Regions from separate parts of the Anser cygnoides genome. Here regions 1 and 3 are each linked to region 2. A link is a contact called in public Hi-C data. All regions are on one chromosome and are shown on one strand. The core of a region is the stretch at or near the end of the contact, and the rest is flanking DNA. Distances in the headings are between cores, read along the strand shown.

What was found. Hi-C and Micro-C count contacts between places; a contact is called where the count stands out from the background.
Region 1: a Hi-C map of liver shows a contact between it and region 2, with 5 times the contacts expected there. The contact joins two enhancer-like sites. A contact is called at or near these places in 3 of 7 Hi-C or Micro-C datasets (granulosa cells and liver).
Region 3: a Hi-C map of liver shows a contact between it and region 2, with 3 times the contacts expected there. The contact joins two enhancer-like sites. A contact is called at or near these places in 4 of 7 Hi-C or Micro-C datasets (granulosa cells and liver).

Annotation. Positions count from the first base shown.
Region 1 is chr3:27,739,567-27,742,719 of Taihu_goose_T2T_genome, forward strand. No RefSeq gene overlaps it. Among named protein-coding and RNA genes, the nearest start is that of TRNAS-GCU, 240 kb to the right of the region's middle. Within about 2 kb of position 1,260, at least 2 of the 3 cell types and tissues checked have open chromatin away from gene starts, as enhancers often do. A contact at or near this core is called in liver, where this site is marked.
Region 2 is chr3:27,287,312-27,290,716 of Taihu_goose_T2T_genome, forward strand. No RefSeq gene overlaps it. Among named protein-coding and RNA genes, the nearest start is that of TRNAI-UAU, 12 kb to the left of the region's middle. Within about 2 kb of position 1,535, at least 1 of the 3 cell types and tissues checked has open chromatin away from gene starts, as enhancers often do. A contact at or near this core is called in liver, where this site is marked.
Region 3 is chr3:27,544,279-27,547,660 of Taihu_goose_T2T_genome, forward strand. No RefSeq gene overlaps it. Among named protein-coding and RNA genes, the nearest start is that of TRNAI-UAU, 270 kb to the left of the region's middle. Within about 2 kb of position 1,488, at least 1 of the 3 cell types and tissues checked has open chromatin away from gene starts, as enhancers often do. A contact at or near this core is called in liver, where this site is marked.

The DNA of each region.
Region 1 (3,153 bases), core at 10-2,509, 450 kb after region 2:
GTTAAGTTCAACATTGGGAGGTAGAGGGGAAATTAAATTTTATTAAAGTTTACACTCATTCAAATTTCCCAAGTCCATTTTTGATTTTTTTTTCTGAATTATATTGGAAATCTGATGGGAGCAGGCTAAAGTCTGAATTAGAAATGTTATGAGATGGCCTTCTTTGCTAGTGCTTTTTCTTCTGGTTGTCTGGCACATCTCTCTGTCAAGCACTGGTCATAGGGTTACTTCTTGCAAATAACAGTGATAGAAATCATGGAGGTAAACAAAGTGAGGGGAGGAAGGAGAGGAAACAGGACTAGGGAAGGCATTTATTTGACTTCATTAACCTTATGAACCTTGGCATTTAATTGCTAAAATAATATTTGAATCCCGTTTTATCTGGTCCTCTTTTCCTTTTCCTAGCTTGTGCAATGCAAGACCTAAAGTAGTTGCAAATGCCAGTCAGAGAAAACTCATGTACTTCAGAGAAAGTCTGACTGTATATTTATACATAATTATAAAATAATCAGTAAATTCTACACTTTGCTGCATATTATGAGGCACGGGTTATAGTTATTACACATAATACGGGTCCATGATATATATGTTTCTAAAAGTTCTAAAAGCATGAAGTTTTTGTGCTGTTATAAAGCACACAATTTATAGTGGTTTGTTCTATCAGTGAAAAGAATCTGATATTCTGAAAGTCCCAAATGTTGCCAAAATACTGATATATTTTCTTTTTTCTTTTCAAGGAAGTATGCTATCCTATTCTCACTACTGTCAGGGAAATGTAATAGGACAGGAGAAAGAAAAAGCTTTTCAGGCACATAATACACTTCAAAGTTCCTATTCAAAATGCATGTAGAGCACAGTGCTTTTCCCCTGAAGTTTACCTTCTCCTCATTCATGAAGAAGTTTTACTTTTTTGCTGGCTTCACAACTCTGGCAAGACTTTATTTTCAGCCTTTACTGTTACCCTATTACAACTTCTACCAACTAAGTTTGAGAGAGATTTATTTTTTTTTCCTGAGGATTCGGAGGTTTAAACCAATTTTGTTTCAGTTTCACATCAGCACCATGCAGGAGGCATTCAAAAACAGAGGGAGTGAAGTCAGTAACTGAGGACTTTTATTTCTGAGTAGTGTTTTAAAGTAAAGAACATTTACCTTGTGTTTTAAGTGAAACTAGTAATGGTAAACCACAACAGATCTGTCTGTGTAACATACAGTTGTGTTCCTAGATTAGAAGCAAACTTTCTTTGTGAGGGGGCTAACAATACTGCAGGGGGCCATCTTGCTTCACTGAACTGGAACATCCAGTCTTTTGAGAGCACTCACACATTAGGTTGTAAGATTACTCTCACTATAGCAACCCTCTCCAATACAGTTCTTTTTTTTTTTTCTTTTTCTTTTTTCATTTAAAAGAATGAGTTTATAGCTTAGCTTTCCACTACCTATTATCTTTCCAGACACCTTCTATCTTTCCTATTTCTAACCTCCCCCGCCACTGTCCCAGCCAGTTTCAGTTCAGTTTTAGTGTTCAGCTTCTGCACTTAAGATTGTATACAGAGGTAGGATTGTTTTGGTTTGTTTTCTGTAGAACTGAGCAATGACAAGAAAGTGGAGTTCTCCTACAATATCAGTAAAATGTTAAATCAGAACATCCAGGGCTCCCCTTGATCACTGTGATACACAGTTTCTCTGAAAACTGGGCTTTGTCTTTATTACCCTCTAGTGAATTGATGGGGCAGTTCTGAATGAAAAGTAGATGCTCTGCGAAATGTTTTGAATCTCATATACCTGGTGAAATTGCTGTGCTATTGAAGGTGTCAGAGCAAAATTAATCAGCTAGTTTGTTATCGGAGCTCATATTATATTTCTATCAGAGGAGGTAAAATCTAAAAATCAGTGAACAGCTCTCTCCACAAGTAAGAACACCTTAACCAGTAGCATGCCTGAAGCCTAGGGAGGAAAAAAAAACAGATCTTCAAAGTCTTTGAAAAGCCAAAGAAAGTTACTTGAGTCTGAGTAGAGACAGGGATACTTCAAGGCTCATGGATCCAGTATTTTTATCCGAATATAGCTGCCTGCTGGGTAGGAAGAGGCACATGATCAGTGACCTTTCATGAGGTTTTATTTGCTATTTGTTGGTGACCGAATCCATAGGTGGAATGATGGGTACCTGTCCTGGATATACCTGTTGATGAATATTGCTGAATCTGCAGTCTGTAGTGATTTTCAAAGGCAGGAAACAGGATACAGAACACAATTTATGTCACTGTTTCTATTTTTGACACGGACTCAGACCCACAGAAAAACTCTAAGGACAAATTTGTAGCAAAACACATGAGATATGGCATGAGAAAAACAAAAGCTGGTTATTACAAAGGTGATCTCCACTATAAGTAACTACCACACTACAGCTTGTCCAAATAAAGATTTGTCTTTTCTCCAGCCTTTTGTCAGCTAGCTGACAAGTAAAATCCTGTTCAAGAAATTGTGTCAAAAGAACAGGCTAGACATGCTGGAAGCAGTGTTTGTTTAAACTGAAATATATGCCACATGCCTAACCCAAGAACTGAAAGCAAAAATCTAGATTATGAGATGCACCTCAGAAGAGGGTTTCTAGACCTCAGTTACTGCAGGAATGAAGTGAAGGATGAAGGCTGCTTTTGTCCCTGGAGAAATAAATAAATTAAAAAAAGAGCTAGCCAACTTCACATGAGCTGGGTTTAGGTTGCCGACCCTTGATCAGGTGTTGACAGAAGCTGGGAAAAGGAGGAGGAGGCTTTCTTGGTTTGAATCTTATGTTCTGCCAAAGCTATTTTGAAACTAAGTTGGAAATTTCCTTGCAACACCATATGTGATAACAAAAGTGACCTTATAGACAAAGTATTTTACTTGCTGTTTCAGGAACCCAGACTGCCGTTCATATAGCTTAGCAGAAAAAGCAACAGAAAGAAGACAGTGTATCACACTCTGATAAACTGCATAAGGCTATGAAGATACGGTTTTAAGTTGCTCTGTATGTGCAGGGAGTATTTTCCTCACTGCAGTTTTATTGGTAGATCACTGTGTCTTTTCATAACAGTGTACTGGAATTAGATGCCTGGGGCAGCTGGATCAGTAACAAGCTGAACTAAACAGTCCAGTGCAGCAGGAGTGGTAC
Region 2 (3,405 bases), core at 285-2,784:
TTTTGATAAGGCTGCACCCAAGTGTTGTAGACCTGGTAGGTGGAATACCTGCTGAGGCTGTGGGAGGGGATGGTGTCCTCCCTGATCAGCGGTTTCCTCTCTGCACATCCAGGGGAACCCATGGGCTTGGGTGTCCTTCCTATCCCAGAGTTGTCACTACGCACAAAATGATAGTTTTAGGGTCCTGCTGTGAACAGGAGGCACCTTCCCCAGGTCTTCTGTGCTGCATTGTGCACAGTGCATGGAAATCTGTGGAGTTTTAATGAGTGTTGGTGGCCCTCCCATTAATGGGAAGTACAGCTGCTGTCCTTGACTGCAGTAGAACTTGTCTGCATGCACAAATGCTTGATCAGAAAATACGTTACTTTTTCTCAAATTGATTAGATTATATAGATTTAAATAGGTTTGAATGCTCAAAAGCCTGTAACCGAGCCTTTGGAAACAGCTATTAGGCCATTAAGACAAGCAATTTTCAGCAGATGGCAGCATTGCACTCTGTAACTTTATTTTTCTAGCTGTGGCTCTGCAACTCTTTACTCAGGCTGGTAGGAAGCTGCCAACTAAGAATTAATCCAAAACCACTTCTAAAATGTTTTGAAATACAGGTCTTAATAGATGAGTCTGTAACAATACCTAATTATCATCATGGCTTTTGTATGGAGAATACCAGTGTGCTGCGTAAGAAAATACTGTACTAAAAAGCAATACTAGTATACCCAATTTTTTGTTAACTCTTTAAGTAATTGCTTTGAGATGGAAGGAGGTAATCTGATAGACTTGTTCTTATTTGTAAAAATATTAGCAAATACCTTGAAGATGCCAGACTTTGATCTGGAACTATGTGCATAGAGCTGTAAGTGCCTTCCTGCTTATTAGACCTTTAAGACTGGAACCCCTTTTCTTCTCTAGAAAAAAATAAACTGAGTTTCCTAGTGCTTTATACTATATCTTGTAGGCAACTTGGTTACAGGCTCTGATCAATATACAAGCAGATGTTACCTTGTTAAAAGTTGTAGTGGTTACAGGTTCAGATGCAATACTGGTTTTTTTTTTTTCTGTGAGGAATCAGTTAAGAATACTACATTTGTATACGAAGCATGTGCGTGATTCTACACTATAACTTGTCAATGTATAGCAGTAATAGGAAAAATTGGAGAGGGTCCCCACCAGCACCTTTTGCTGATTCATGGGCGTTCCACTAAGAAGGTGAAGGAAACGAAAATTCTTGCTGCTTCTAAAGGACTGACTTCAGTGACCTCTCCAGAGAAAAGCTTCTAGTTCCAGGTAGACATCTATCCATGATGAACGACTATATACATAATCCTAAACTGTGCAAGAGAACTCATTTTTCATGTGCTTCCTTAGGGAGAATACGGAGCTATTTTTAGGTTTGAGACAAGGCGCACTTTGAATGGACTGTATTGCAAGCAGCTAGCACTGATGTAAATGGCAGTGCAAAACACAAGGCAATAAGAAATGGAAACCAGGTCCAACTAGTGCAACTGTTCAGAAAGAGGTTAAAACATACCTCTGCTGCAGATTATGCTCGCAAAACTGTTGAGTAGAAACAAGTATGATGATACAAATGGAAAGGAAGCTTTATATACCTACGTTAGAGTTTCACTTGAGAGTGACTGAAGAGAAGAAACCTTTCTCTTTTCCTTTCCCCTCTCCTTCCTTGCAGGTCAAAATAAGTGTATATTAGTATAAGCAAAGCAAAGTTCAAGCTGAATAATTTGGGCTACCCTCTGGTATGATTCTGCCCTTTGTTAAGCAAATAAACCGCAATCAAAATTGTGAAACTCTTATCCTTTTTTTTGCAATCAAAGTAGAATGTTGCAGGTGCCAGAGTAGTTTGCAGAGATGAATGAATAGTTCTCCAGCTATATGCTGTCAGGACGTGATATTCTGGAATGAATTTAGCATATGCAAATATCACTTGGATGGGAGAATTTTGAGAATATCAGTGGCATGAAAATTGGGCTGCTCTTGGAAGATGCATAAGCCTGCTTAAAACAAAATGCAAAACAAGAGCTTTCTTAATGTTGCAGGAGAAAAATATTTTGAAAAGATTAGTGACCTTTTATTTTATTCTTTAAAGGCGCACAAGGAGGCTGGGAATCACTGCCACGTGTACATATACTGTTAAAAGGGGGTATTAATTATCTTTCATCTTGGGTACATTTTAAAGCTTTGGCACAGAGACTCTGGATGCTTTGAGCATCCTTTGCTTTAAGTTGTTAACTGTGGGGAGCAGGATGTTGTGTTCTTTTGTAGGGGAGAACTATGTCTTCTGTAAGAAGTGGTCAGTGTTGCTTTTATAGAGTAACATCCCCTTTCCCAAAGGAAAAGAGGCTTAAATAAATGAAATTTAAAAAATAAAGGGGGAGGGGGGGGAGCAACCAAACCACAACAAAAACTCTTAAGTATATCTCCATTCAAGAGATCTTACCAAAAGCCAAATGAGTTTCCAGAGTTTTGTTTCAGAATTAAATCAGATGATCAAGCTCCTGTGTCTGTTTGGGCATTACGTTTCTGAGACAAGGCACTTATTCTAAACCAGCATTCACACATCACTTCAGAGTAAATCCTGAGGATGTATAATGTTTGTGTGTGTCATTAGAAATAATAATAAAAAAAGCTTAAAAGAACGACAGAAAATAGGTCTGTCTTCGAGAGAGTTGTCCTACCTGTGTGTACTACCTTCCTTTGCTTTGTCTGAACAGTTCTGGGGAGGGTGGTTACTTTGAATGGCTTCTGCTGCTGGAAGGTTGTATGGCATAATATCTTCTGATGTCTATCACTGAATTTGGGATAACATTTTATATTAAGAAAAATCACACTACAGTAACAATAGGCTTAAAGGGGTGTTAATTCCTGGTGTTGCTTTGGCAGTAGCATAGAATATATCCTGAATTTGACATAGTCTTAAAGAAAAAAAAAAGACTCCTCATCTGCAATATACACTTATGTGTTCTTTCAGGATTGAATGAACTTACTTCTGGTGAGTTTAAATGACTGTTTTCATAATTTAATGAAATGCTGGATTTTGTGACTTGTGTTCTCAGAGGATGTTACAAACAACTTAAATCTGTTTTATCTTCAAGATGGTGAGCAACACTGTGGAGATGAGGTGAATGTGTTGATATTCAGCAGTTCCCCAAATCCCCACTGCAGTGGACATAGCTGAGGTAGTAATTATTTTAAATGGTACTTATGCCGTGGAGTGTGTATAACCAAATGTGGAGTACTGGTAGCTCAGTGTTTATGGGTTATGTAGTCTGTGTGACAAAAATTGCCATCATTTTCCTCTTTGATGCTCTTAATGAATGAGTTGGGTTTTTTGACAGTAAGCCAGCACTTCTGAAGGCAGTGGGTTTGATCTTTGCTAAATAACATTTTTTT
Region 3 (3,382 bases), core at 238-2,737, 260 kb after region 2:
GGATCCTAGAACACCTGTGTGCAGCTTTTAAGTCACCCAGATTGGGTGACAAAGTAGAGCAAGTAAATCCTGGTGGCTCACAGAGGTGGAACGGGATGAAGGGATTAATCACCGTCATCTCCTGAAGGGTTGCAAAAAGGCACATCCCAAACCAGCACACGGTTTCCAACTGAGAAAGACAAGGAGACATGAGGAGTTGATAGCTGAAGGGTCCTCTGTTTCACTGCAGAAAAGCCTGGACAGGGCACCTGAATAGGAGCATCTGGGTGCCTGCATGCTGGGCAGACCACCAGGATGCATCAGGCCTTTAGTGCTTGTGAGAAGGGGGACTATGTATGAGTGTATGAGTGTGCGTGAAATCAGTTTAAAAAAATATATATATTAAAAAAATCCCTTTCTACAAGTCTTTGCATGGAGATTTGCTGCATTAGCACTGCACCATTATTTCCTGCAAGTTGGGCAACTTTACCATCTCAGGGGTAGCAGGGAGAGGAGCTTCCACTGGGCACAGCTCTGACCTTAACCCAGAAGTGGGAGAAGGAAAAAGAAGGAGGATAGCAGGTGGACTATCGCACACACAGGGCAGAGACACTGCCAGCATCCACATCAGAGGCCTGGGGACTGAACACCTTATTCATCAGGCCACCTGCTTCACCTTTTGCAATGAAACTTTTGCCTGGGCCCTACCCCTGATATCCAGGGCTCTGGATATATTACCTCCTCTGTGCTGCCTGAGTGCTTTCCTATTTTTAGAAGTAGGAAAATACTCTTTTTCAACAAGTACTACTGACTCCAGATAGTGAACACTGCCACAGTTTTATCATTTTTATTAAGAGACTAGCCTTTTAAGTAGAAAGAGAAGCATGCCTCTCATTGACAGATGCGCCTTTAATGCTGGAACATACAGTACGTGCCACAAGTTGCACCCCATTTAGCGAGACTGGCTTCCTGATGTCAGCTGATTTGCAGGGTGTTAGTTGGTGGTCTGAAGACTTTGCAAATTGTTTTCTTTCATAAAGTCTTACAGCAAAATTGGATATATTTGAAAACCTGACTGTAGCATTCTATGTTTTATCATCTGAGGTAATAGCCATATAATCTCTGCCTTTTAAGTGTCGGATTCCAGGTGAGTAATTATCTGTGTTTTCTAGCTAGACAAACATTTGACGATGTCTAAGTGAATTAGAGGCAGAAGAGTGTTCATAAACATAGAAACATGCTCTTGCAAGGATCTGAAGTAGGGAGCCTGCATGTCCATGGATCCTAACTGTTAGATGCTGGATGCCAAGGTATCAAGGTTGCCTCTTTACTAAAGGAGGCAGGAAGACAGGAATTTAAGCTTGAGCTCTGGTTCCAAAGTTAGTTTATTCAAAGTTAGTTGAATGTTAGTTTAGCAGTAGGTGGTTTGTATGAACACTTGTATTTTACGTTCAAGGCAAGTGCAATCCTAAATTGCATATTTTTTTCCTCACAACTGATTGGCATTTCACACATCCATCAGTTTACACAAAAGGGATCTCCTACAAAATGCCTGTTAAAAATTAGCTCACTTTCATGGCACCTTTAGAGGTTAGTTAAAGTTTAAGCCCCATTAAGAGACATTAGAGTGAGACACAAATGTCATGACATGTCCAAGGCCACTTAGCTGTTGGAACAGAGTAACTAGTAAGAACAGGGAATGAAATGGTCTGGCTGTCTTCTGTATTCATCTCATGCTTCCTTCATTTCCACTGTCTCACAGTAGATTGTATGTGAGTTCAAACCTGCAAACACTTTTACCCAATTAATAGCCCCTAAGTCAATGGTCTCATTCAGCTGTCTCAATTAACGTTGGCTTTTACTGGGTCCCTTTGCCATTTGGATTCAATAGAATATTTATGTAAGCGAGAACTGGTGAGGGAATAACAGGACTCTTGTGGGCTGATATTCCATTTTGTGCCTTTATAATGGAATTTTTTAAACATTTATTCCTCAGAGAGATTCTCTCTTTTTTTCTTTTCCCTTTTTTTTTTTTTCAGCTGCTATTCTCAGACAATAATTTTGTTTCTTTTAAAGTTAATGTCAAATCACTGATATTTTATAGGGTGTTTGCTTTGTAAATGGAGAGCTAGTAAATCAACATGTTAATTTTTGTTGTCACCCCTCTGCTTAATTTTGCTTTTGTCAGATGATTATCTGTTATGTACGCAACAGTGTAGTTTCATATTTGTCATTTGTCTCTCTGTTTCATTATCTTTGTTGCACTCCTGTCTCAAGGCTTCTTGCTTACAGACATCTGACTGCAGCACGCTTATGATTATTATTTTATATGCCTAAAAGATATAAAATTGCAAAAGGGAAAGAACACTTTAAATATAACTGTACTTTAAGTATGGTTACTGAGTCACTGTTTCGGTTTTATACAGTGCATATCTCTGGCTAGTGTAAAATGCACTAAGAACCAAATTTAAAAACCATCTGCACCTCCTGTTTCCGTCTAAGACGTTATTTATGTTTTTGGCTTTGTACCCTGAGCTAAATACAGAATGTGTAAAGACTGTTAATTAACCCTTTGAGACATGAGTTTCCCATCAATGTGTGGAACAGGAACATGTTTTTAATTAGGTAGTAAAACTCTCAGGATTTATACGTGCTCAAAATTTGCTCCATAATGAAACCAAAGGGAGTACTTGTTAAATGAATTAAGGGGAGGGGGGAAAGACGGATGGGACTGTGTTTAAATAAAGCTAAATTTGTATCATGCTTCACCAAAGCCAGGAAACAAATTTAAGTCCAGTGATCCATTATTAATCCAAGATATCTTAATGAAAATGATCAGTGGTATATACAGATTTTATTGCTGGAAGAGACAGTCTCTTAATATTTATCCTTTCTCTTTTCTCTAACATTTTTGATAAGGTCTGTTCATAGCCTTTGGAATTCACCAGGATGCCCTGTGTTCCCCCCATGCAGCAGATCAGACAGTCAATTGAAGAAGGAGCTCTGTTTAAAGCTGAACTTGGCCCAAGTTCAGTGAAATGCTGAGCATTTGTCTAACGTAAAGCAAGTGAATAGTCCTGTTGAAACCAATGGAATCAGTTGCATGCCTAACATTAGCCGCACACTTAAATGCATTAGTGAATTGTGGCCCAAAGAAACTGTGGCTGTTTAATGGTAAAATGGAACATTGGTTTTGCGATGTGCCATAACATGAAAACAACAGAATAGTTTGATGGGAATATAATCTTACCTGTAGTGTTATTTCAATCCTTAGTTAAATTTTATAGAGAGATTTTAATATTGATACATGCAATAAAACATGCTATAAATAAAGTTACCAAAGCACAGAGCTTGTGCTCTTATTCTGTTGTATTTGCCACTCAGTCATTTCAATTTTAAATCC